4 separate regions of the Mus musculus genome follow, and regions 1, 3 and 4 are each linked to region 2. The links are chromatin contacts, called in public Hi-C and promoter capture Hi-C maps. All regions are on one chromosome and are shown on one strand. Each heading gives the region's core, a stretch centred on a gene start, on an enhancer-like site or on the middle of the called end of the contact. The rest is flanking DNA. Distances are from core to core; before and after follow the strand shown.

The links. Promoter capture Hi-C pulls out the DNA fragments that hold promoters and counts their contacts. Hi-C and Micro-C count contacts between places; a contact is called where the count stands out from the background. Capture Hi-C pulls out chosen DNA fragments and counts their contacts.
Region 1: a promoter capture Hi-C map of liver shows a contact between it and region 2, with 2.1 times the contacts expected there. The contact joins the promoter of Bet1l here to the promoter of Nap1l4 in region 2. A contact is called at or near these places in 1 of 39 promoter capture datasets (erythroid cells), 1 of 115 datasets of contacts at active chromatin or transcription factors (astrocytes) and 1 of 9 other capture datasets (liver).
Region 3: a contact with region 2 is called in a promoter capture Hi-C map of pre-B cells, with 3 times the contacts expected there. The contact joins the promoter of Chid1 here to the promoter of Nap1l4 in region 2. A contact is called at or near these places in 2 of 39 promoter capture datasets (liver and pre-B cells).
Region 4: a contact with region 2 is called in a Hi-C map of B cells, with 5 read pairs. The contact joins the promoter of Psmd13 here to the promoter of Nap1l4 in region 2. A contact is called at or near these places in 2 of 39 promoter capture datasets (the C10 cell line and pre-B cells), 1 of 484 Hi-C or Micro-C datasets (B cells) and 1 of 115 datasets of contacts at active chromatin or transcription factors (large pre-B cells).

Annotation. Positions count from the first base shown.
Region 1 is chr7:140,852,663-140,859,134 of GRCm38.p6, reverse strand. It overlaps Bet1l (Bet1 golgi vesicular membrane trafficking protein like), which reads left to right and starts at 2,752. Exons shown (of 4, transcript NM_018742.5): 1 at 2,752-2,914; 2 at 3,970-4,061; 3 at 4,314-4,370; 4 at 4,512-5,751. The coding sequence starts at 2,896. The coding sequence ends at 4,679. Ric8a (RIC8 guanine nucleotide exchange factor A) reads right to left here and starts at 1,738. Exons shown (of 10, transcript NM_053194.4): 1 at 1,581-1,738; 2 at 1,243-1,290; 3 at 563-1,153; 4 at 181-272. The coding sequence starts at 1,664.
Region 2 is chr7:143,546,895-143,552,937 of GRCm38.p6, reverse strand. It overlaps Nap1l4 (nucleosome assembly protein 1-like 4), which reads left to right and starts at 3,818. Exons shown (of 16, transcript NM_008672.3): 1 at 3,818-3,896.
Region 3 is chr7:141,537,341-141,543,931 of GRCm38.p6, reverse strand. Chid1 (chitinase domain containing 1) reads left to right here and starts at 4,104. Exons shown (of 13, transcript NM_001142681.2): 1 at 4,104-4,159.
Region 4 is chr7:140,877,504-140,883,953 of GRCm38.p6, reverse strand. Psmd13 (proteasome (prosome, macropain) 26S subunit, non-ATPase, 13) reads right to left here and starts at 1,560. Exons shown (of 13, transcript NM_011875.4): 1 at 1,388-1,560; 2 at 376-454. The coding sequence starts at 1,482. It overlaps Sirt3 (sirtuin 3), which reads left to right and starts at 2,085. Exons shown (of 7, transcript NM_001127351.1): 1 at 2,085-2,191; 2 at 5,809-5,997; 3 at 6,072-6,304. The coding sequence starts at 5,951.

The DNA.
Region 1 (6,472 bases), core at 1,503-4,002, 2.7 Mb after region 2:
TTAGCCATACCTGAGTTACCTAGGCTCTCTGGAAACAACACTGGTGCCCCATTCCCCTGATGAAGTCAAAGGTGGGGCCTGGGCCCCCAAGTGCTTCTGATTCACAACTAGGGTTAAGGACTTCTGTACCCATACCTAGGAACTCTTGCCGTCCCCAACATTGTGAGCCCTACCCCTCACCCGTGGAACTCCTCTGTGCGGTCCCCAGCAGCTTCAACCATCACGCAGTGCCGCAGAAGAGTCCCCAGGTACCGGTAAAGGGCAGCATCTTCCTAACCAAAGACAGAAAGGGGCTCCTGTGAGATCGAACCCCTGTTCTTGTGGCCACATGGAGTTGATCCCTAGACGCTGTGCACAGCACATGTGGTGCTTTTGGCCACCTGAAGCACTGTGGAGAATACCCACCTGCAACCCCATGCACAGTGCGGCTCAGGCACCTTCCCTGAGTTCCCGCCTACACCATCCTCTAGTCCTCGCCATATCTGATACCCTGCAAGCTGAGGTACAAAGGGAAGCAAACTGTCCCACCCGAACTGAGTCTCAGCCAAGACTTCCAACCTACCTCATCAACTTCCCTCTTGACAGAGTCAAAGGTGATATTAAAGAGCACTTTGAGGATCTCCATGGCCCTCTCCGTCTCTTGGGCTGGAAGCATCACCGGAGGGTTTTCTTTGGGGGCCACGCCCAGTGTTAGTTCCAGCGCATCAGTCAGCAGGCGTACACCGTGCAGCTCCTGAAACAGTTGCTGGCGCACATCCGTGCGAAGGGCTGTTAGCAGGAAAAGGAGCCTCAAGTCAAAGAACTGGACTTCGTGGGGATAGCTCCTCTTGCGGTACAGTCCCACACGCTCCGCTAGCCTCACCACCAGGCGAGCCTCTGCTGCTAGCATCTGTGCTGTTGGACTGCTGAGCACAAGATTACACAGGCATTTGAGAGACTCGAGGAGGACATCCATGTCTGGGGACTGTGGGATGGGTTCCTCTGAGACGGTAATGTCAGCATAGCAGGCTAGTGCATGTAAGCTCTGGCGGCTGGCAAATGAGTCCAGGCAGCTGCGGTCTCGGGATAGGATTCGGATAGTCTGCAGCCAGGTGACACGGTGCTTTGGTGACAAGCCCTGCTCCAGGACGGAGACCAGTAGCTTTGCGAGTCTCTGTGGGGTCGAACAAAAGTGGTTCCACTAGGCCCTCTTCTTGGGGTCAGCCCGTGCCTGCCCTAGGAGCCCTTGGGGCTGACACCTACCTTCCTGTCCTCCTGCTGGGCATCATCGAAGGTGAAGCTCTGAGAATGCTGCAGGGAGACCCAGGAGGCTCAGATCCACATGCAGGTAGGACCCGTGCTCCTCGAGTCAGAGCAGACCTCTGAAGCAGCATCCATCGCTCTGAACCTTAAGGCAAGGCCCACCCTAGCCTCCCATACACCTGCCCCACCACACGCCACCACAGAGCCACCCGAGGGACCAGCCCACCACCCACCGCCGTGCTCCCTGCCACCACTCGCACGCACACCCCAGCCGAGTTGCGCGCACACCCCTGCTTCCTCTCTTCCTGAAATTTCCTCGGCAGCCGGATGCCTCTCACCTCCCGGTTGAACGACCGCAGAGCTTCTGTCACCGCATCTTCCTCTCCGGTCTCCAAGGCATCCGCAACTGCCCGGGGCTCCATGGCCCCTGGCACCGGGTGCTGGAAGGCTTGGGCTGGGAAGACGCAATCGGCCAAACCCCGGGGCTCCGCCCAGGTCCGGAAGCCCGGCGTCCACGCGTGAGGGATGCTGGGAGAGCAGCCGAACCCAAGGGTGTGTACAGGCGCCTCCGACTTAAGGTGGAGCAACCCGGCTGTGGTCGCTGAGCGGCTAGTCTTGGAGCGGCGATGCTAGCTAACCAGCCAGGCAGTGTCCTCCTTTTGAGCCCTCCTCTCTAGCCCGAGTTCCTGGCAGGCGGGGGGTGGGGTGGGATGGGAGGGTGGGGAGTGGGGTGTGGCTTGGCCCGCGCGTGGACCGTCCTCTTTACGCTCTTGTCCCCGTACTGTGATAAAAAAGGGAGCGCCGGCTCCTGGCCGCTTAATCAGTTGGGGAAGACGATTCTCGCGATCCAGGCCTTGGAGCTCATCTTCCATAGGGAATAGGGAAAGAGAAGTACAACGACTTGGATGGTCAAAATAATGCACGTGGTTAGCCGGGCATAGTGACGCACGCCTTCTTAAATCCCAGCACTCGAGAGGCAGAAACTAGCAGACCTATCTAAAAAGAATAGCCACCAAAGTAATACGGTTATTCTCAAGAAAATTGCAGAGAAGGAAGTGAAGAACACCCGTGGAAAAGCCACTCCCGCGAGAGGAGCAACGGAGGGGCGGCCAGCCGAGGCGTGTCTGAGGTTAGAAGCGTAGGAGCGCTGTGTAGCGGGGAGCCAGGTCCGCACGCCACTTAGCTGAGTCGGTGCCCCACAGTGACACATACAAACAGTGCTCCAGTGGATGATGTCACCCGCCGTGCTAACCGGCTCTGCCCCTACTCAGTGGCAGGCCCCGGCCGTCTCCTTCACCAGTCTCTTTCGGGTCTGCCTGTCCTCCCCATCCAGTTGGATTTAGCAGCGCCAGAGGCATCCGACTGATTTACTGAGCTGGTTCCTAGCCTCTGCTCCAAATTTGGGTCTGAACACCTGCTCCGAGTAACACCCACAGCGCAGGACTAATATTGCTGACCAATCCGTGGGTCCGAATGCTGGTGGCCCGCCCTTCCCTTATTTACATTCCCGAGAAGCACTCCAGGTCTGTTTCTTCCGCTTCAGAACCTTCTCCCGGAAGTTATTAGCCCGGAGGCGGAACCGGAAGACCCGGGTACTGGTGCCACGTCCGTTGCTGTGCTGCGAATTCCCTGAGTGGGACCCTGGAGGGCGCGATGGCAGATTGGACTCGAGGTGAGAGCACTTGAAAGGCAGTAGAGGTAGGAGGGGAAGTCTAAGTCTGGAGCTGGAGACATCGCTCGTTTCTCGGTGGAAGGACCTGCGTGGGGTGGCGCTTACGTATCCCTGGAAAAACAGGGCCGGATTTCGCCTGGCGCTGCCTTGGAACCCAAGCCGGCATGCCATCAGTTTTGTGTGTGGTTGATGCCAAGAGCTGGAAGCAGAGGGTCCAAGCAGGGTTTTACTAATGAGGGGCCTGAGTGCCTCGGTTCACACACATTCCCCGCCCCCGTGCCTGTGTTCAGTGTGACAGTTGTGATACTGATGCTTCGCCCACAACGATGACTATGCAGTGGTCGGTAGGACACAGCCGTCTGTCTTTCAGAGTCTGGTCGCACTTGTTTGCTGGTGCTGCTGGCCTTCCCCTTAGGTGGGTCACATCGAGGCTGGGTGGGTGGTTTTTATGCTTCAGATCGGTGCTAGTCACACTTAGGGGGGTGATTCTCAACTACCTGTCCCTGTCCATCGGAGTTAGGTTTCCACGAGCACAGTGCTCTGGGCATTCCAGAGATTCTGTGTGGGTTGCAGACATAGGGCGAGGTAGTTTCTACAGTAGAAGGACTTTCTTACACTTACCTTGGATCTGATTTCCAAGTCCTCCCCACACAGCCTTCCTGTCACCTGCTGTGCCACCGGCTGTTCTGTTTTCCCTATGGTCCCTATCAGAAAGTACTGTTTCCCTTTGAGACCGGCCCCACACCCTCAGATGACAATTTCAGCTAAGGCAATATTCACTTCGGTTCAGGAACAGTATACAGCAGGGTCGTGTATGTAGATTGATTGGATCTTCAGGCTCCCCAGCCCGTCCTTGCCTGGGCATGCACACAGGTTCTCACACGACCCATGCTACATGTCTGATGTGTAGGTGGTCAGCCTGTTGGAGCATAGGGTGGGACGTGCTAAGTTAGCAGAAGTATATGGGGGAATGCGCTTAGATGTCTCCACTGGAGTGAGGAATCAGGGACCACATGTCTGAGGGAATGCTATCCTTCCGCCTCTTTCTCTCACAGCTCAGAGCTCTGGTGCTGTGGAGGACATTCTGGACAGAGAGAACAAGCGGATGGCTGACAGCCTGGCCTCCAAGGTGACCAGGCTTAAATCGGTCAGTGGTGGCCCTCTTCCCTTCCGTGAGATACTTTGGTGGGTGGGGCTGAGAGGGGAGGAAGGAGGCCGTGTGCTGTCTGTGGGCATTGCTGACTGGAGAAGTGCTTCAGGTAATAACTTGGCCTTTTTTTTAGCTTTCTCTGGTAATAGGTACTTTTCAGAGTCGTGGGTAAAATGTAGCTGGTCTGAAGGGAAGGTGGGCACTACTCTCTGTGGCTTTGCTTGACGGTGCCTTCTGTATCCCAACCAGCTGGCTTTGGACATCGACAGGGACACAGAGGACCAGAACCGTTACTTAGACGGCATGGTAAGTGCCCGCGGTACGGGTACGTACAAATCATAGTCAGCTCCGCCCACCTGCCGTCTGCTCTGCTGGGTCTTCGCTGCTAGTGTGGTTGGGTAGTCAAGGGTCCCAACTCTATGTGACCCTGTTGGGTCTCTCCCACAGGACTCAGATTTCACAAGTGTGACTGGCCTACTCACGGGGAGTGTGAAGCGCTTCTCCACGATGGCACGGTCTGGGCGAGACAACCGGAAGCTTCTGTGTGGTATGGCTGTGGTCTTAATCGTGGCCTTCTTCATCCTCTCCTACCTCTTGTCGAGGACAAGGACGTGAGCCAGTGGGAGCCAAGGGCAGCCAGGCTCTTGTACACCTGGCATCCTGGTTTCCTAAGGACCTGACTACAAAAAAAAAAAAAAAAATCCCTTTGAAATTATCATCATGGGTCATTCATCTTCCTAAGTCAGGACGACTGCAGCTGCCTCTGTCATAATGAGCTCATCTTGGCTTGTCCTGTGTATGAAGGAAGAAGAAAAAGGCAAAAGCCAATGCCACTCCCTGGTGCTAAAGACACTGGCAGAGCCAGAGCCATGTTGTGTGAGATCAAGCCAGGTCTATGCAAAGCATCTGTGAGTCCCAAATGGGCCCACTGTGGCCATCGGCCACACTCCTCAGAAGCCAGGATCTTAAGGGCCTTCTGGATTGCCCTAACCTGTTTATGCCTGGTTTAAACCCGTGTCTGTGTCCTTGAAGAGTCTGAAACTGACACCAGAAGGGAATATGGCCGTGAGCCCTCTCCAGATGATGGTCATTGGCTGAGGCTGCTGATGAGGAGTGGACCTGGGCAGGCTGTACCCACCAGTCACTGGCAAGAGGCAAAGCCGTGGATAGAGGAGTGGACTGCAGTCCAGAGGCACTGGACTAAGATCCTTCTGGGCCACAAGGCCAGGTGTCCAGGAGCACAGGCACAGATGTGTGTGTCCTTGGGATTGAGAATCTTATCAGTGTCAAAGATGTCTCCATCCCCAGACAGACAGACAGAGAGCTGTACCAGGTGGCTTTTCAGAGCCAGGCCGTGCTGGGGTGCTCTCTCTGCTGGGGATCCTTATGGGGCCGGAGGCCACCTAGGAAAGCATTTGTGTAGTGGGAGCTTTTGACCTTGTACTGAACCTTGCCCTACCCTGTACAGCCAGTCTCCCTCGGTGTGAGGGAGATTGAGCCACCTCCTCGTTGCATAACTCAACAGACTTGCCTGCTCTGCCGGCCCTCCCTGCTGCCTTGGCCAGCCCCATTTGCACATAAATCGACCTGTGGGGCTGACAGGGCCAGCAGCTTATGAGGACCTAGCACTTTGTGTCTTCACATAAAATATCTTTAAGACGAGCTATGAAGTTCCGTGCCCGTCTCTATGTCTGTGTTCTTGTCTCTCCCTCTTCCTACACTGGCTCACTGTGCCTATGAGGCCGGCCATACCATGAGGCTCTTTGGCCCATAACCACTCCCTCTGAGTTCTAAGTGAAGCCAGATCTTGCCATACTCTGGCCTTTTAATGCCGGTAGCCATGACTTGCTGTAGCACTAGGTACCCATCCCCTTCTTCCTTTAGCAAGCAGCTTTTCTCAGAACACGTTGACCTTAGATGTATTTAGCCATTGCATTGTGTCTGCCTGAGCCTCAAACCCTCTGAAGGAGGAGTGCCCATCCTTTGTTTTGCCCACCCCTCACCCCCAAGGTGCAGCTCACTCCACACTGCTGCTCTGTGGTTTTGCTGTTCGCCCTACACATTTCCTGCTGGGCTCTTCTAGCTTGACCCTCATTCTGAGGTCTCCCTTTGTAGGCACTTCATTCTTGTGTCTCAGCATCTGTGGACCAGGGCTTTGGCTTTGCCCTCTGCTTTGTCACCAGGCATGGTAATAGTTGCTGGCATCATTCTTCCATCTAGAGCAACAGCAAGCATGCCTGAGCTTTGACTCCCAGAACTGTGAGCTGCTGACTTCTACTTTGTGGGAATGTTGCTAGACCCTAGGGCACTTTGCTGATTTTGTTTCTGGGAGATGATGGCTTGCTGTGCATTCCTGGCTGCTTTGACCTGTGGCCTTAGGCTCCTGAATGTTGATGACATTACAGACA
Region 2 (6,043 bases), core at 2,569-5,068:
AAGCCACCAATTTGGGCTGCTTGGTCGCAGCAACTCAGAAAAGCAGTACAGCCTTCTCTTAAGTCTTTGCAAACAGGAGGTTTGGGGAGAATGTTGCCTACCTGCCAGTTAAGTCACTGCAGGGAAAGACTTAACACACCTTCATCAGATTCAGGAGCCAGGACCACTTACCACGGTGCCTCCCACCTTCTTGTTACCCACAGTAACCCCCAGGAGGGATAGATGCCATGACAAAAAGTAGGCTTGAGCGGGGCAGTGGTGGCACACGCCTTTAATCCCAGTACTTGGGGGGCAGAGGCAGGCAGATTTCTGAGTTTGAGGCCAGCCTGGGTCAACAGAGTGAGTTCCAGGACAGCCAGGATTACAGGATTACACAGAGAAACCCTGTCTCAAAAAAAAAAAAAAAGGAGAAAGAAAAAGGAAAGAGTTGGTTTGAGACTGTTAAATAAATAGATGGGACTTGAATTTGAAAATGCTGGCCAAAGCAACCTTTACCAGGCAAAAGGACTAATTTCTTTACTTTCCTTTTTTTTTTTTTTTTTTAAATTTCATGTGCATTGGTGTTTTGCCTACATGAATGTCTGTGTCAGGGTGCCAGATCCTCTGGAACTGGGGTTATAGACAGTTGTGAGTTGCCATGTGGGTGTTGACAATTGAACTTGGGTCTTCTGGACAGGTGGCAGTGCTCTTAACCACTGAACTATCTCGCCAGCCCCCCAAAAGACTCATTTCTAAGAAACGAAGACAATTTGTTCATTCCTGCTTGGTAACCTTATTTGCTAGCCAAACTAAATGCTTTTTATAAATTGACATGGGGAGGCTGGGCTGGTACTGCACTCCCTGCTCCAGCCCCAGGCTACATTGAGGAAATACCTCCCTGCTACCCTTGTCAGCAGCAGTGAAGGCACATAGCCCAGCCTAGTACATTTCCTCCCTCCACAGAGACCTCCAGTCAGGTAAAATTGGAACCTTGATTGTACCACAGTAAAGAATTTCAGGACAAGTCATAGTGAAGCAAAGTTAGCAAGCTTATTAAGCAGAGATAAGAAATGGTGCATGCTTTGGATTTAAGTATAGGCATAGAGTAAGAGACAGTCTTAGATGAAAGATAGTTCATATTTAAGACATGAGTGCATGCTGCTGAGAGAAAGCCAGGCTAACCTGCCTACCTTAAGATCAGCTGTTGATGTGAACTTGTGGCTAAGTCAGAGTGCTCAAAGAATGTAATTTACAGTGATAGTTAAAGATTAAGTTTAAACTGGGTGATGGTGGTACATGCTTTTAATCCCAGTTCTTGGGAGGCAGAAGCCTCTGAGTTTGAGGCCAGCCTGGCCTACAGAGCAAGTTCCAGGACAACCAGAACTATACCAAGAAATCTGTAGATAAAAAACAAAAAAAAATGACTAAACATTTTATTAATGTTAAAAATTAAGTAGTGTCGGGCTGGAGAATGGCTCAGCGGTTAAGAGCACTGACTGCTCTTCCAAAGGTCCTGAGTTCAAATCCCAGCAACCACACGGTGGCTCACAACCATCTGTAATGAGATCTGATGCCCTCTTCTGGGGTGTCTGAAGACAGCTACAGTATACTTACATATAATAAATAAATCTTTAAAAAAAAATTAAGTAGTGTCATGCTGTAGACCTCCCCCCCCACACCTTCTGAGCACCTCTCTTAATCCCTATGCTTCAGCCTGTATTCAAATAGCTTTATTAACCCAGGCATGGTAGTGAATAACTTTAATCCTAGGAGGCAGAAGCAGTCAGATAGATCTCTATGAGTTAACAGGCTAGGGCTACATAGACCCTGTCTTAGAGATAATAAATAATGAAATACCATTATTAAACTTATTACCAGTTATTGGGGTCTGAGTGTTTTATTCAAGGAATTGAAATAAAGATACACACAGATTGTAAGGTAGCAAGGAAATAGTATCCAAAAGTGAATAGTACAGATCAGAAATACTCTGTGACAGGCCCACGAGGCTGGCCTTGAATTTCTAGAGATCTGTCTGCCTCTTCTTCCTGAGTGCTGGGATTAAAGGTGTGTGCCACTACTGCCTGGTGTCTTACTTAATATTAAAAAGGGGGGTTTGGGCTGGAGAGATGGCTCAGCGGTTAAGAGCACTGACTGCTCTTCCAGAGGTCCTGAGTTCAATTCCAGCAACCGCATAGTGGCTCACAACCATCTGTAATGGGATCTGATGCTCTCTTCTAGTGTGTCTGAAGACAGCTGCAGTGTACTTATATACAATAAATAAATCTTTTTTAAAAATATGTTGGGGGGACTTTTACACTGCCCAGAGCATTATTAGAAAAGCATTATGTGTAGTCCAAACCAAATAAGTCCCTGGCTACCAAACTATTTTCTATACTTGTCTGATTTAACCACATCCACTCCCCAAATAAAAATGAAGTAAAAACCTGGTGGTGCTGCTGCACGGCTTTAATCTCAGCACCGGAGAGGCAGAGGCAGGTGGATTTCTGTGAGTTTGAGGGCATCCTGGTCTACAGATCGAGTTCCAGAACAGCTAGGGCTACACAGAGAAACCCTGTCGTGGAAAAGCAAAACCAGCCACTAACCAATCAAAATGTCAGGAAAAAAAAATGTATGTCAGAAAAAAATGTAAGTAAAAACATACGAGCTTATTTACTTTCCTTAATTTTGTAAGCGAAACTGTTTATACATAGTTCCAATTTAAGAATGAAAGAGAAGTAATACAGAAAAACAATGCTGTAGACCTTCTGGCCTTCAGTAACCACACTTCATTTTAAGTTTTTGTTTTTCAGACAGGGTTGCATGTTGCTCAGACTGGCCCCACACTGGCTACATAGTTGGAAGTGACAAACTGCTCATTCTGTCACCTGTATCTCTTATCTCAGAAGTACTGGGATTGAAGGCATGCATGTTGCACCATACCCAGCTTTGTTTCCAACTGCCCTGTTCGTAGAATTTGTTAGGAAAACACACATTATCTGCAAGCAAGTTATTTATTCTTATCAGATGTTGTCTATTGCTTCAATGAAAACACCATGACCAAAAAGCAAGTTAGGGAGGAAAGGGTTTATTTGGCTTACACGTCTATATTGCTGTTCATTACTGAAGGAAGTCAGGATAGGAACTCAAGCAGGGCTGGAACCTGGAGGCAGAAGCTGATGCACAGGCCATGGAGGGGTGCTGCTTACTGGCTTGTGCAGCTTGCTTTCTTACAGACACCACCAATAAGCCCAGGGGTGGTACTACCCACAATGGGCTGGGTCCTCTCCCACCAATCATTGAGAAAATGCCTTACAGTTGGATCCTATGGAGGCATTTTCTCAAAGCTCCCTCCTTTCAGATAACTCTAGTTTGTATCAAATTGACACACAAAACCAGCCAGTACAGATGTGCTGAACTTTTCTATCAGAAGGGTAGTCCCATGCCAGGCAGGCACTGTAGACAGAGGGTCAGAAGGCCTTGAGAAGTAGGCGGTGCTTTTCCCAGGCCGGGGGAAGGCAGGGAGTTGTAAGTAATCTGGAAAGAGCGTTGCCGATGTGGTCCAGGAAGCTCAAACCCTAGAGGTTGTAACAAGCCCAAAGTCCTACACGCGCGCCCAGCAGCCCCTTTAAAGAAGCACGAACTGCGCGTGCGCCGGAACACACGTCACTACTCTAACTACATATAGCTCGCGGGCTTAGGCTGGACGCCGTGCTCCCTCAACAGATTTTGATTGGATACCGCCTTTCCTAGTGCCTGGTGCAGTTGATAAACAGCTCTATTGTCCATTCGTCGCCCGTTTTGCTCGCAGAGGGTGGAGCCCGGCGATACGGCCAATGGCAGGTGGTTTTGTTGGCGACCACGGCGGTGCAGCCCCGGAGCGAGCTTAGGACAGGCGCCACTGCCGCAGGAGGCGCGAGGTGCGGTGCTGGCGGGTAACGGCGCGGCGGGCGGCTGGCGAGGGACTGGGGCGGAGGAGGCGGAGACGGGGAGGAGTGGGCGGCGCGGGCAGGCCGACGCGCCATGGCGGCGAGCAGAGGCGGGCGGCGACCGGGTCAGAGGTCCGGGTGGCGGGTGGCGGCGGATGGCGGGCCGGTCCCTCCTCCGTGCAGCCCCGCCCCCGGCTGAAGGTCAGCGCGCTTTGTTCCCGCCGCCCGAGAACCCACGCGAAGCGGCGCAGGCGGTTCCTTGAGAGGACAAGGCCTCCCCAGCGAGGTGGGCCTGGGTACGCCTCGTCTCAGACCGCGCCTGGGAAGGAAGGGGTCTACTGGGCCGCCGCCTCGCCCTTCCGGGCTTTGCATGCTCTCCGCACAGTGCCCCGGTCTCTGAGCCAGACCTCACTCTCTGAGCCTGCGGTGGAGGCGGAGCCAGCCTAGTGACACACACTGAGCCTTCAGACCCGGGCGCCCCTAACGGGTTCAGGGTCGTCAGCAGTACCCCTTCTTCCGAGGGTATCCTTGGGGCAAGTTGGCCCGCACTTCCTCCAACTCTGCTTCGCTGCCTCTTGGAGGAATTTCCGCGGTAGCTTCCGGCGCGTGCGCTGCGGTAACGAGCATATGCATATTCCACAGCAAAAAGACTCAAGTTTAAGTTTTTGGTCCAAAAGTTAAATGCTTTTAAGTTACTGCCGCCTTCCTGTCATAGTAGTTGCTTCCTCTCGGTGACTAATCTCCGCTTACTACACACCAGGGGCTCCTTTAAGCTCCTGACGTGTCTTAACTCATTCACAATAGTACGTGATGTAGGTGCAACAGGCTGACTGTGCATTAGCAAGAAACGCCTGGGTTTTGAAGTGGTTCGGTTTGTGGAATATTTGTAGGTCTGACAGATGAGCGTACCTAATCTGGAAATCCAAAATGTGCTCGAAAAGAAGTGGGTTTTGGGACGTTCTGATTTCTTTTCTTCTTCTTCTTTTTTTTTTTTTTTTTTTGGTATAGGAGTATTCGACCTGTATTGCAAATTAAGTCCCTGATAGGTTAAGTGTGATGGTACCTTGCATCTAAATTCAAATAGATTTAATCTGGCTCAGTTTTAATAATAAATGTTTATTATTAAATAAATAACGTATTGAAACAAATATTCAGATGAACAGTAAGATTCAGAGAAAGCAGGGCTTTGATAGGACTAGAGTATAGTTCACCTGTCGGGTAGTCTACAGCTGTATCATTTTAACTAAAGTAGATGCTGTAAAACTCAGTTGTCGGTCTCAACCCCCCCCCTTAGTTGACCAATATTGGTTCACAGTGTCATAACATTTAAACACATTTTGATGTTTTAGCTTTAAATCCCGAACTGTTTTTCACAGTTAATATAGAATAGCTGGTGAAAATAATAGTGATTTTATCGTTTTTTGAAAATTCTGGAATTGTATTACCAAAGTTCTGGGGGAAAATGTATGTATTTTGGGATCTTCTCAGAAATCATGGCTTGTGAGCTGGCCATTTGGCTTTGTGTAGTTGAGTATATAGAATATACCAGTGGGCAATAAATCTCCTGCAGGGGTGGTATTCTTAGAAATGAGGTAGTTCACCACTTTGGTCTGACTTTGTACTTGAGTCTTAAAATGCCCCAGCTAAGATAGATATGGCAGTATACACCTAGATTCCCAACTGCTCTGGAACTGTTTAAAATCTGTCTTGGAAAAACAGCAAGATCCTATCTCACTTTTTTTTTCCTGTTTGCCTCTTGTTAGTGAAAGTATACTGTCCCTGCTAGCTGTCTTTATGTTGTGTATAAAAGTTTATGTTGTATTTGTATAAAAATTTAACTGCCAGTACCTAAAATTTTGGTTTTTGGAAGAAAAAAAATCCTAGACAAGAGAGTTAATTTAGGGGTGGTTAAGATCATTGTGTGCTTTTGCAGAGGACCTAGGTTTGAGTCCCATACTCATAAGGTGGCTTCTAATAGTCTATAACTTAAGTCCCAGGGTTCCAACAGCCTCTTCTGGCCTCTGCAAGTAGTGCACAGACAAGCAGGGAAACCACCCATACACATAAATAAGTTAGAAATTTAAGAAAGGGTAGTTTAAATCTGAAGGTCTAAGGGCAACTCTCAGTGTGAAATAGGC
Region 3 (6,591 bases), core at 2,855-5,354, 2.0 Mb after region 2:
CTCACAACACTGGATTTAGGGTCTACCCTAATCCTTAATTTAAGATTCTTAATTTAATTATATGTGCATAGTTCTTATTGACAAATAAGGTCTCGCTGAAAAGTCATAAGAGTTAGGACTTGTACAGTGTTTTGAGGAGGGGGCACCATTCAACATAACCATCCAGTAAGAGGTTTGCCTACGGTTGCTACCCAGCCTCCACTTCTCTTTAGTTTGGGGTTTTAAGCTAGTTTTAGAATACTAAGAAGCATAGAAAGTCCCCTGCAAGCATGTTGAGGCAGCAGCTCTTTGCAAAGCCCAAATGCTGTAGGTATAGAGCTACATGGATCCCAGATGGCTGCCCAGCTGCTGACACCTATACACAGCAACCATCATGGCCAAGGTCAGCCAGGCCAGCCGTGTGGGACACAAACAATTTGCTGTGCTGGCCCTGGAGCTCTTTCCAGAAGCTTCCTCCTTCCTTCTTTCCTGGAATTGCTTATTCCAGCACTGAGAGAGGATGTCTCTGTCCACAGTGGGAGAGGGATCTGCAACACAGAGTGCTGGGATGCATCCATCCTTCTGAACTTCTACCCTTTGCACAGGGATGTCTCTAGATCCAGGCATGGTATGAAACACATACCTTCTAGATGACCCAGGCCAAGGACTTTGGTTAGAACATAGCAGAGACGTGGGTCTCACTGTCAGGCAGGGGCTTGTTGGTGCTGATTTGGCAAATGAGTGGCACAGAGCCACTTTTAAAAAAAATTTATTATATGTAAGTACATTGTAGCTGTCTTCAGACACTCCAGAAGAGGGCTTCAGATCTCATTACAGATGGTTGTGAACCACCATGTGGTTGCTGGGATTTGAACTCAGGACCTTTGGAAGAGCATTCAGTGCTTTTACCCGCTGAGCCACCTCACCAGCCCACAGAGCCATTTTCAAGACTAGGACTGTACCTTCACCCCACTGGGATGCTGTTGAGGACACCTCTTAGGTTGTCCCCAGGAAGCAGGCTTAGGCTGAAGATCCTTAGCTGCCCATGTGCATGAGGGTGGTATGTTCCCAGAACAAGACCAGAGATCCCATTGGTAACAGAAAGCCCACTGGGTGGACAGCAACTGCCCTGCTCTTGCCCACTTTCCAGTGCCAACTGCAGACAGATGGTGGCTCAAGACAAACAGCGTCATAATACCAGCCTGGGACCCACGGCTCAGGGTCAGAGCTTGGACCTTGGTCAGGACATCCCACATTGCTGTGGTAACAAAGACTGAGAAACTGACTAAGGTCTGGTTTAGTGCTCTGGCCAGGGGAGTTATACTCAGATTTACACTAAAGTTAAAAGAACTAGGAACAGGGGCTGGAGAGATGGCTCAACGGTTAAGAGCACTGACTGCTCTTCCGAAGGTCCTGAGTTCAAATCCCAGCAACCACATGGTGGCTCACAACCATCCATAACAAGATCTGACACCCTTTTCTGGCATGTCTGAAGACAGCTACAATGTATTTACATATAACAACAAATAAATCTTTTTTAAAAATTAAAAAAAAAAGAACTAGGAACTAAGATTCAGTTTGCTTGTTTATTTATAGGCAGGGTCTCAGTTAGCCCAGGCTGGCTTTGAATTTATTGACTATCAGATTTCAGTTATGAGCCACCATGCCCACATTTTTACAGTGACATTTTTACAGTCACTTTTAGATGCCTTTGTATAATATTTTACTCCACTTCAAACACAATTAAATAAGCATTTTCAAACTCTTTCTCTCTCTCTTTCTCTAAATATATACATATACATATATATGTAGATAGATAGATAGATAGATAGATAGAGTGTGTATGTTGCTATATAACCCAGGCTTGCCTTGCACTTATGGCCATCTTCCTTTTAAGTGCTGATATTATAGCGCCATGCATCATCACATCTGGCTTCAATTTCTAAAATGCCCCGCATTTTAGTACTTTGTTTAAATGAGCAACAATATCTCAGGAATCCCAAGAATTTGAATTTTTAAAAACATTAATTCCTTGGGCCAAGGGGCTGACTCACTGGGTAAAGGCACTTGATTAGAAACCTGACAGTCTGAGCTGGATCCCCAGAAACCACATGGAGAAAGGAGCGCCAATTCCCAGAAGTGGTCCTTTGACCTCCACATGCCTCCTACTGCTGCTTGCTACACACACACACACACACACACACACACACACACGCACACCATATAATAGATAAGTAAATAAATAAAAATTTAAAACATCTTTTTCAAACAAAAATAAATAAATGCAGAAAATCTAAAGTTACCTCAAATACTGCAGAAACATTAAAATTGGAATGGATTCACTAATACGGAGTGTTAATGCTTTAGTTCTGATTCTCTTGGTCTTTTCTATCCATCTTTCTGTATTTTCTGTGTGACTAAAAGGTGGCTAAACACTTGAAATCAGTTTGGGGCTGGAAACATAGTTCATTGGTAGAGTGTTGGCCAAGTAGGTGTTTAGTCCTGAGTTCACTCCTAATACCGTGGAGGGGAGAGAAGCCAGTGTTCACCTACACACACATACCAGAGATCTGGGGCACCCTTTGTCAGGCTGTGCAGGTGAGGGCAGGGCAGACTTTGTGGGTACAGCTCAACAGGCTCCTGAGCATCTGTCTAATGGAACCCTGAAAGGGGCTGGTCTTGAGTTCTGTTTTTCTCTCCTTTCTGTTCTTAAGAGTCTGCAACACAGACTGGGAGTGGAATCCTTAGTGGACTTTGCCAAGTCTTTAGCTCAAAGACCTCTTACATCAGTCAGATCCAAATGCCTTCGCTGGTTTAAAAGAATGATGGTCTCTTTAGTATTGCTTGGACTGAACAATTCTCAGGACATCCACCTCTCCAGAGTTCTGCCCACTTGGAATCACTGTTCTGGGCATTTGTTCCTAGTAGGGTGCTGAGCTGGATGCCAGGAAAGCAGATGGTGATGCACAGCATGCCTTAGCATACACACCCAGCCCCGCCCCTGTAGAAAGGCTTGGGGGACAGCTGGCAGAAAATATGGGGAAGAGAAAGGAGGAAACGTGATTCGGAAGGAAGAACACGAAGCTCAGCTCAGTGAGAAACCTCTGCAGCAGCAGGAATGGGGAAACAGCCGCACTGCAAATCCTGGAACAGACCATAGTGGAGTGGGCCAGAGGGTTTAACTGGGTGTGGACAGGCCAAATGTGGTTTCTGCAGGAAACTGCTGGGAACAGCAAGGGATGGGGGTGGGGACTAGTCAGCTTGATGAAAAATAAAAATGCTGGTCACGTGTGCTTTCAACCCACTCGAAGAAGTGTCTGGGCTCCTCTTGCTAAAGCTGAGATGGGGGTGGGGAGCGTGGTGTCTGCCTCTGTGGGTTCTAGCTCCTACAATTTGCAAGACCAAAAACGAGGACCAAGACAGCTCTGGGATTTAGGCAGATAGAATGTTCGCTGTGCTAGGCCATCTGGAGAAGGATGTTATATTGCCTGGAGCAGTGTCTCTACTGGAGACAGTGTAGTGGGCACTGCAAACCTATAGATAGTGACAGAAATGTGGCAACTGGGATAATGTGGAGGTTCAAAGACTTGGCGCACAGTCTGTCCTGACACATCTGGGAGACTACGGAACTGACTATGCGCATAGTGACCCACGTCCCCCATACTTGACAGGGATGGGTTCCCAAGACCCTAAAGGCCTTGGTGGTCACATAAGTGGACGTAATGTAGACTTCAGCACAGTGCTGAGGCAGCCAGCCATCAATCCCGGAGAGGGGATGTTCAACATCACCACCAACTTCTCTGGGAGGATTTCGGGATCTGACCCCACTATTCTGCTGTACGACAGGCCCTTGATCAATAGAGGGACTGGCTGCAGGAGCGGAAACAGCACCTACGGCTACGAAGTACACGTTCCGCACACTCAGCTCTGTCTTCATCCAACTGACGGTCCCGATCCACTCTCAGCCCTTCTCCAGCTCGCCGGTCGCTACGAGGCTCCACCTCTAACTCCGCCCTCCAGCCATCTCGGTCCCGCCCCATCCCAGCGTGCCGTGCGCAAGGCATCTAGGAAGCTGGCGTGGCGCAGCGGGAGCTTGTGGAGGCCAGTGGGCGGGACTTCCGGTTGATTAAATCGTCTTCCGGCCGTGCTTGATGGGTCTGGCCGGTCTCCTGACATGAAGGTGAGCCCGGCTGTGGCGGCAATGGGACTGCTTCATCTTCCGCGTCACAATGCGGGAACGTCGGGCAGCGAGGCTCTCCCCGGACAGAACGGGCAGAGTGTGAGCGGGAAGGAGAGGGCACGGATGAGAGCAATATGGGAGCTATGAATGTGAGGGCGAGGAAGTGAGTGAGGATGAGAGGGTTTGAGGGGGAGAGCGATCGTGTCAGTGTGAGAAGAAACAGATGTGAGGGTGAGTGGGAGCTCGTGCGGAATAAGCAGATGTGAGGGTGAGCTGGTGGAAGAAACAGATGTGAGGGTGAGTAGGTGTCAGAAAGCAGGTGTGTCAGCCTGAGAGTAAGGGCGTATGTGAGAGAGCGAGCGGGTGTGAGGGCCCGAATGGGTGAGGGGAGATGTGAGAACATGGACTTTATTAGGGGTGAGAAAGCGAGTGGGGATGAGTATGAGCAAGGGTGAGAGAGTGTTAGGGTGAGAGCAGGTATGGGAGAGAGTGTGACATTGTTCTTTAGTAGAAGTGTGAGCGCCAAGTGTGTGACTGTGAGGAAGCTTTCGAGCCAACAGTAATCTGAGAATATGAGCGAGCACAGGCCGTTGCATAAAATCAAGAGAGCCCGTAGCGATGGCTTTAATCCTAGCACCCGGGAGGCAAAGGCTGGCAGATGGATCTCTGTGAGTCCGAGGCCACCCTGGTCTATAGAGTGAGTTTCAGGTCAGCCAGGGCCACATAGCAAGACCCTGTCTCCAAAAAAGAGTTTGGGGGTGGGGCAAAAGAAGCCGCAGGAAGCACGTGTGAACAGCACAGTAGTGAATGTGTTAAGTTTATGTATGTGCCAGTGTAGCTGGATATGAAGAAACATGGGTGAGTGGTGTATAAAGGAGTATAAACATGAACCAGGATGTAAGATAACGAAGTCAGAGATTTCAGATATGTGAGTTAGTGTGCATAGCTTGTGGAGCCACAAATGAACGAACGATGACATGAGTGTGCAAACGAGTTAGCAAGGCCAGAGTGGCTGTCGGGCATAGAGAATGAGCTCTATGTGGAGGGCCCAGCCTCAGGTAGGAGGGTATACAGCAAGTTGTATGGGTTCCTTCAAGTTTGCTAGGTACATGAGGCCTTACCCTCAGCGCAGCCTCAAATCTTGAACACTCTGTGATGGAAAATTTCCAAAGAACTTTCCACAGATCTCTAGACTGGAGCCCAGGGAGGCCCAGAGACAGTGTGCTGGTGACAGAACTATAACTTGAGCCATCTTATCACAGTCCTGTTTGCATTGCATTGTATAGTTGGGATGGGATGGTAGCCACGTGCCCCATGGCTTGGTGGGCTGCCCCCTGTGTTGGTTTCCTTATCTGTAAATGGGAATAACATTTATGCCTGCCTGAGTCCTGGTCTGTGGAGAGAACTTGTGGATAATTCACCAGGTTTGGCATGCAACATATGGTCAATAAATGTCACCTGGGGTTGTGATCATCCTGCTTCTTACGTCACCTTCATTTCCAACCATACACTCACCCACCTCCTCATATGAACAGTTCACTCCAAAATGTGTTCTCAAAAATGAAAATGTAGGCTGACCATCATACTTGCTGTAAGAGCAGTGAATCTATTAGAACTGAAGGCTGAAAGTATGGCCCAGTATTTTCTTAGTATATGGAAAGCCATGAGTTCTAATTCCCTGCTCCTACAAAACCGATATTAGGCAGCAATAGTAAAAGGTGCTCAGGATACATCAATCGGCATCCCACAAATCCTGCAATACCAAAGCAGGAGCTTAGTGTGAGAGCCAAAGACCATCTCTGTTGTTATTGTTGTTTTGAGATAGGGTCTCCTGTAGCCCAGCATGGCCTTGAACTCAACTACATCGCTAGAAATGTACAACTACATAACTGAGAAATGACCTTGAACTCTTAATTTACCTACTTCTACCTTCCAAGTGCTGGGATCACAAATGTGATCCACTATGCCCCATTTAAAACTTGTTCTTTTAATTTTTAAAAAATTGTTTTTTATTTTATGTTCACTGGTGTTTTGCTCAAAAGTATGTCTATGTGAAGGTGTCATCTCCTGGAACTGGAGTTGTAGACAGTATGTTACACACATAAATGACCTTGAACTCCAGTCCTCTGGAAGAATAATCACTCTTAATCACTGAGCGATCTCTCCAGAGTCCCTCGTCCCCATTTAATGTTTTCACCAACTTATTTTTATATGTATGTGGTTTTTGCCTGAATGTATTTATGTGCTCACAGAAGCCAGAAGAGGGTGGTGAGCTGCCATGTAAGTGCTAGGAGTTAAACCCAGATCCTCTGGAAAAGTAGCCAGTGCTCTTAACCGATGACCATCCCTTTGGCCCCCACAGTTAATTCTTGTTTTTTTTTTTTTGTTGTTGTTGTTGTTTTTGTTTTTTGTTTTTTGTTTTTTGTTTTCTT
Region 4 (6,450 bases), core at 311-2,810, 2.7 Mb after region 2:
ATATTTAATGACAGCACTTGGAGGAGGCTAACCACTGGTGGACTGTGAATCCAATCCCGGTCTGGTCTACAGAGCAAGTTCCAGGCCAGTCAGAGCTATACAGCCACAGCTAATCTCAAACAAACCAACCAACCAACCAACCAAGCAAGCAAAAATTGTCTGGAGACGTGGCTCAGTGATAGTTTAAGAGCATTTTGAAGACTCAAACTGGGTTCCTAGCACCTACACCAGTTGGCTTACAACTGCCTGCAACTCCAGTTCCAGGAGATCTCTTCTGGCATCCTTGGGCGCACACACGTTAAAAGTAAATAAAAATGAATAATAATAGTTTGTAATTATATTCAACATCGTCTGAGCTGTCTGGTAAGTCATTACCTTAATGAGACCATCTCCTTGGGCAAAGCATGGGTCCTGCACAAAATCAAGCACCTCAAGTGTCAGCTGATGCCACAACCTACAAAACAAAAAGCCCTCAGTCCCACATCCTAATGTGAAGAAAAGGATGCCTTCAGCCTTGACGGTCCCATCAAACACCAAGTATTTCCCAGGTCCCACTGCACAGCCAGGAGTTAAAGCAAGCGCCAGCCAATTCAAGCCTATTTCTGGACTGACTTTGCTTGCACCCCCTAGTCACTTATCCTTTCAAGACTCAGTTTTCTTAGGTAACACTGGAGAACACTTTTTGAGACAGCGTCAACTCCCACTCTGAGTGTCAACTGGAATTCCAATGCCACAACCTACAAAACAAAAAGCCCTCAGCCCCACATCCTAATGTGAAGAAACGGATGCCTTCAGCCTTGAAGGCATTGGTTGTGACTTTAGAATTCTACAGCTATATTTTGAACTCCATTCTCTCTTACTTATTAGCTGAATACCTCACAGAATAGAAAACTGATATTCAATCTTATCTGTCAATAGGAAGGATGAAATAAGCCAATACTTTAAAAAAGCCAATATATGAACCTTTAGGACACCGAAATAGCATACTTCATACCAAGACTAAAGGATAATATTTAATAATAGAGATAAAAGTGTTTTGAAAAACACAAAATGTTACACCATATATAGGCAGGTACATACTAAACACTGAAAAATTTCTCTTGAAATCACTAAGAGTTTTAACTGCTGGACATTGTCATGTGGAAAGGTTCTGAGGAAGAGGTGTTTTTTCATAGGCAAATTCTTATATCAAAGTCAGCAATTCGTAATTGTTCTTATCAAAGCTGGTAAGGCTGGAACGCAGGGAGTCTAGATACAGAACCCTGTTAACAGCTCTGCTCCTAAGGCTATCTCGACCCCTTTCCTCCACATCCCTGACCCTCCGGACTGATCAGAGCCCCTGGCCCTCCCACAGTCCTCTCCCTCCCGCCCCAGCCTCGGAGCTCACTTCTTCGTGTACAGCTCTTCCAAACGGTGCCAAACGGCAGCCTGGCCCGGCCCGGAGCTCTGACTCTGCTGTAAGAAGGCCGGCACATCCTTCATGATTGCAGAGAGCTGGGAACAACACAAGCACTAAGCAGTCAGAACCGGCAGGGATGGCGCACGGAAGTGCTCGCTCACTTCCGGCACCGCGGGCGCGCGGGGCATGCTGGGAGCGTCCCACTAGCCTCACGGGTTGCGGTCGTCAAGGTAACCGCGTTCTTGACTTCCGCTAAACTTCTCCCGGGTTTCTGGCCCTGCCCTTGAGGCATTAAAGAGTAGAGGTGCCTGGGGACAGCTAGCCACTGACTGGTCACGTAGCCTCAAGCCTGCAGACTTGGGTCCTCTGAAACCGGATGGCGTTTGGCGAGGACTAGGTGTGATGCAAATCGCTCAGAGAGCATTAGTTATCACCCGCCTACTCAAGGAGGTCGAGAGCGGCGTAAAACGATGAAATCTCCCGGTTTGGCTTCCCAACCAATAAGTCAGAGTCCCACAGAGGGAGAAGCTGCCAGCACCAGGCATAAACACAGCCTTCCACACTTCGGGTTATCGTGCGGGGGCTGGGCTGGGCTCGGCCGAGGGAAGGCGCCGGAGGGCGGCACTTGGCCAGAGGGGGGGCGGGAGTAAGAGTGCCGAGAGGGCGGGGCTTGGCTCACGGGGGCGGGGATTCGGATGGCGCTTGACCCTCTAGGCGCCGTCGTCCTGCAGAGCATCATGGCGCTAAGCGGTCGACTGGCATTGGCCGCGCTCAGACTGTGGGGTCCGGGAGGTGAGCCACGGCAGGGGAGACACGGGATCTCGCAGATAGGCTATCAGCGGCGTTTTAGGGGCGGGTAGCTGGAAGCAATTGTGGGAGTAAGGACCCGGCAGGCGCGCCCTTCTACAAGGTTTTGCTGACCGGCCATCACTACCTTCTCCTTAAAGGTGTTTTTCTATGTAACTATTGCAGCACAGTCTTTGAAATATTTTATAGAAGTTCGTTGTATGGATGTCTTATAATTTATATCACCATTTCCTTATTGAATACTTTCTAATCTTGAATTATTACAAATAACGTGATAAATAAACGTGTTTGCACCCCATTTGGACCACAAATTCTCAGTAGACAGCCTTGGGTAAGGTTACGTGGTTTGTATTATTTTGAGACTGGTCTCTTGTTCAAACTGGCCTTCAGCTGGCTGTGTGAAGGAGGATGACCTTGAACTCCGGATCCACCTTGCTTCCACCTCCCTCCAAGCGTCGGAGACTACAGTCACATGCCACCACATCCAGCTGTTACTTGTGTTTTAATTGTCCCCCATAAAGGTTGTGAAACTAAAAATTTTTACCAACAGTCATACTGTCTGCAAAATAGTAACATGTCTCATAGAGTCCTGAGAGTGATCAATAATAGGGATATTTTCAGTTTGAAATAAGTGAGTATATTAAGTTAGAGAGAAATCATCACACTGCATATTCAAAAAAAAAAAAAAAAGTCAGCAGACGTCTATTGGCTATCTTTAAGGTAGCTCGGTGGAACTCCCAGTAAAGAGTCCTTGCCAGAACAGAGTGACCCTTTCAGTGAGGTTTTTAGTAAAGCAACAGATGGAAGTAATATCAAATTGGACACTTGCTACATCTAACAGAAACTGGCAGAGAAAGTTGAGATAGTCATTTGGAGCTCCCAGGTGGGCTGTCCCTCTGTCTGAGCTGCGGGATTTCCTTCCTACTGGAGGGCACATTCTTTTTCTTGCAGATACTTTCCTATACTGGGATAAACTATAGTGACTTCCACTGGAAACCGTTTCCCTTCTGTTCTCAAGGGCACAAGTGTTTTCACTCTTGGGCTGTTTTGCTGTTCTCTCTCTGTCCTTTTACATAGTTAGGGGAGCCAGCCCTCCAGACTTTGGACTTTGAGACAAACATGGGTCTGGCATGAGGGAAGGGGTTGTCGGCCTTGTTTCCAAAGCCATCTTCTCAGTGAGCTCAAATGACGCAAGACAATTTATCAATATAATGTACAAATTTGGACTTTTTTTTTTTGTCTGTGCTGAGTAACAAACTCAGGCTTTGCAATTGTCTGATAGGCTAACATGGCACCACTGAACTACACACCCAGCCTGGAGTCCTTACAGTTTTAGGGCCCACAGTCGTTAGCAAAGAAATGTAATGGAAGAATATTTGGGTAGACAATGGTATAGTCACTTGATGTGGGTGACAACATTTTATTCTTTTCAATAAAGAGTTGTTCATTTAGGCTACGGTTACAGAGCATTTTCTCTACCATACTCGTGAGTGCTGAGGATAAAGCAGGGATCAGAAAAGACACTCTAACTTGTGGAAGCATTTCTAATATGAGATCATCTGTAAGACAGTGTGGCTGTCATAAACCCTAACACAGGAGCCCTGGGATGTTTGTGAGGAGGATGCCTTTACAGAACATTCCTTCTTCTCTTGATTTTAGATTTGGGACTCTTTTGTGACTTCATCCTCTGTAACTTTACAATGTCTTGGGCAGAACTGAATACTAACCTCTGAGTTTCTTCATCTCAGGGGCTTTCCATACCATGTAGATGTACTTTAAGTTATATCTTAAGTTTGTTGTTAGATATTTGGTAAAATTTTGTCCACATGTATGTCTGTCAGTTGCAAACTGTTTGTTTGTTTGTTTGTTTTGGTACAAGTGACTAAAAATGTCTTTTATGTTCCCTGAGTGGTGCCTAGCGGTTGGCAGACACTCAGCAATGGTCACAACTTTTCTTTTGTCCCTTTTGTATTCTCATATGGTTTGTGTTTAAGAGGAGTTCAGAAAATATTAGGGCAAAACCTCTGAGTGCACTGCCCTGGGTGCCCTGTGCGCCAGGGTATTTGATGAGTGAGAGGTGTGTTGGAGCCAGAGCTTGCTTGCTGCTGCTTCTCATTCTTGTTTTTATCAGGAGACCTCTAGGAGGGTTGCAGTGACTTAGCGCGTTGGTCCCTAGGACCCGGCATGGGCTTTGCGGTCAGGCTAAGTTCTAAGTGCCACTTCCGGAAGTAGCCCCCTTGCTTCTCACTGAGCATTTCCTCCTACTGTACTTTGGGTTTATGGTGTGTGCTTGCAGGAAAGTAAGGGTACCCAGAAAACGGGGTGATTTTGTCTCTTGTGTGTTTTCCCAGCTGGGAATAAGGTTCCTTCCAAGGGAACAAAATCTCTTGTCTTAGGCTTCTCAGTGAAGCTGTTGTGCTTTTGGGGGAGTTCTCTTTGATTCCTCTGTCCTGATGGACTAGAGAGAGCAAGTGCCTCTTATCTCCACCATCTTTATGATTAGGCCCCCACAGGAGTTCTAAACTAAAAGGGCCAGGTTGCAATGAGGAAGAGACAGAGACAAAAAGGCAGGCGTGCCGAGAGAAAATCGAGACTGCTGGAAAACAGATTCTGGTGAACGCTCTACTACAGATGTTCTAACAGTTGCTCTGCAACAGCAAGAGGCCACCTAGTACGTGCTCAGATAAGCCAGTGGACCATCAGCTAAACGAAAGCAGGTCCAGACTGGGTCCCAGGGAGCACTCTCATACTCTATCCAAGGAGGTGACACAGACAGTTGGACACAAAGGCCTGTTCTGGCCCTTGGCACTGCTCCTGATGACACCTCGGATGGGACAGGATCATCCATGGGCATCTCACACTGGGTGCCTAGACCATGGGCACAAGGCACAGCTCTTGCTTGCTTCAAAGTGAATAATGCATAGCTTACTGTGAACCCAGTATGAATGATCGTGCCCTGGAAACACAGACTCGGGTTACACGAAATAATCTCACTTATGGAAGGGGTTATACAAACTTCTAGTCTCAGAACAAAAGATAGTCAGAAATTCACTCACTTACTGAATATCAGTGGGAACGTTAGGCAGCAGTAAAATCATCCTATTGGCTTCCGATATGCTCTAACGGGAGTCTTTGCTCCTGGGCTAGTGGAAGCTTGTGGTCTTTGAAGTCAAGACATTCCAAAGGTCTTATTTCATAGTCAAAAGGATGTTAGGTATCCTATCCAGGGGACTAAAGATAGCTCAAGATAAGTTTAGCTCTGGATCTGCAACATTCCAACTCTAAAGTTCCATCTGGCCAGTCAGCTGTGGTTTTCTCAGAGCCCTTCAGCTCACACCATTGATGATGAGAAGCATCAGGGAACCTGTCTGCAAACCTGTCTGTAAATCAGAATTTTCTTGCCCCCAAGTAAATCTCGATTCCTGATGCAAGATGGTTCTGTGCTTTAGTTGGTAGTCATGCGTGGTGGGAAAGTGGTTGTTTGGCTGGCACTGGAGAGGCCATGTCCACCTTTGACGGGGGGAAGAGTCCAGCTGCCCTCACTCTTGCTAGCCTAAGACTGACTGTTGCCTGCTGCCTCTCTCCTGCGCTCTTGCTGTCAGTGTTACAGGTGGGAGAAGGCCCATATCCCTCTGTGTGGGAGCCTCAGGCGGCTTTGGAGGTGGAGGAAGCAGTGAGAAGAAGTTTTCTCTGCAGGATGTAGCTGAGCTGCTTCGGACCAGAGCCTGCAGTAGGGTGGTGGTCATGGTGGGGGCCGGCATCAGCACACCCAGTGGCATCCCGGACTTCAGGTATGCTGCGGTTCCCTTGGGTGTCATTTCCCCACTGTCTTCTGCAGGGCTCAGCCTTTTCCTTCTCTCTGCAGATCCCCAGGGAGCGGCCTCTACAGCAACCTTCAGCAGTATGACATCCCGTACCCTGAAGCCATCTTTGAACTTGGCTTTTTCTTTCACAACCCCAAGCCCTTTTTCATGTTGGCCAAGGAGCTGTACCCTGGGCACTACAGGCCCAATGTCACTCACTACTTCCTGAGGCTCCTCCACGACAAGGAGCTGCTTCTGCGGCTCTATACACAGAACATCGACGGGCTTGAGAGAGGTGAGCCTTTGGCCCCTTGCATGTCTGTGCTTGTTTCTCAGGACTGCCTACGGCCTAGTGTTTATGTCGGCCCTGGACTGTTGCTAGGCAGCTGGTTATGCCTTTACCACTTCTGCATTTGAGGCCACATGGAAACCTCTCTGTAG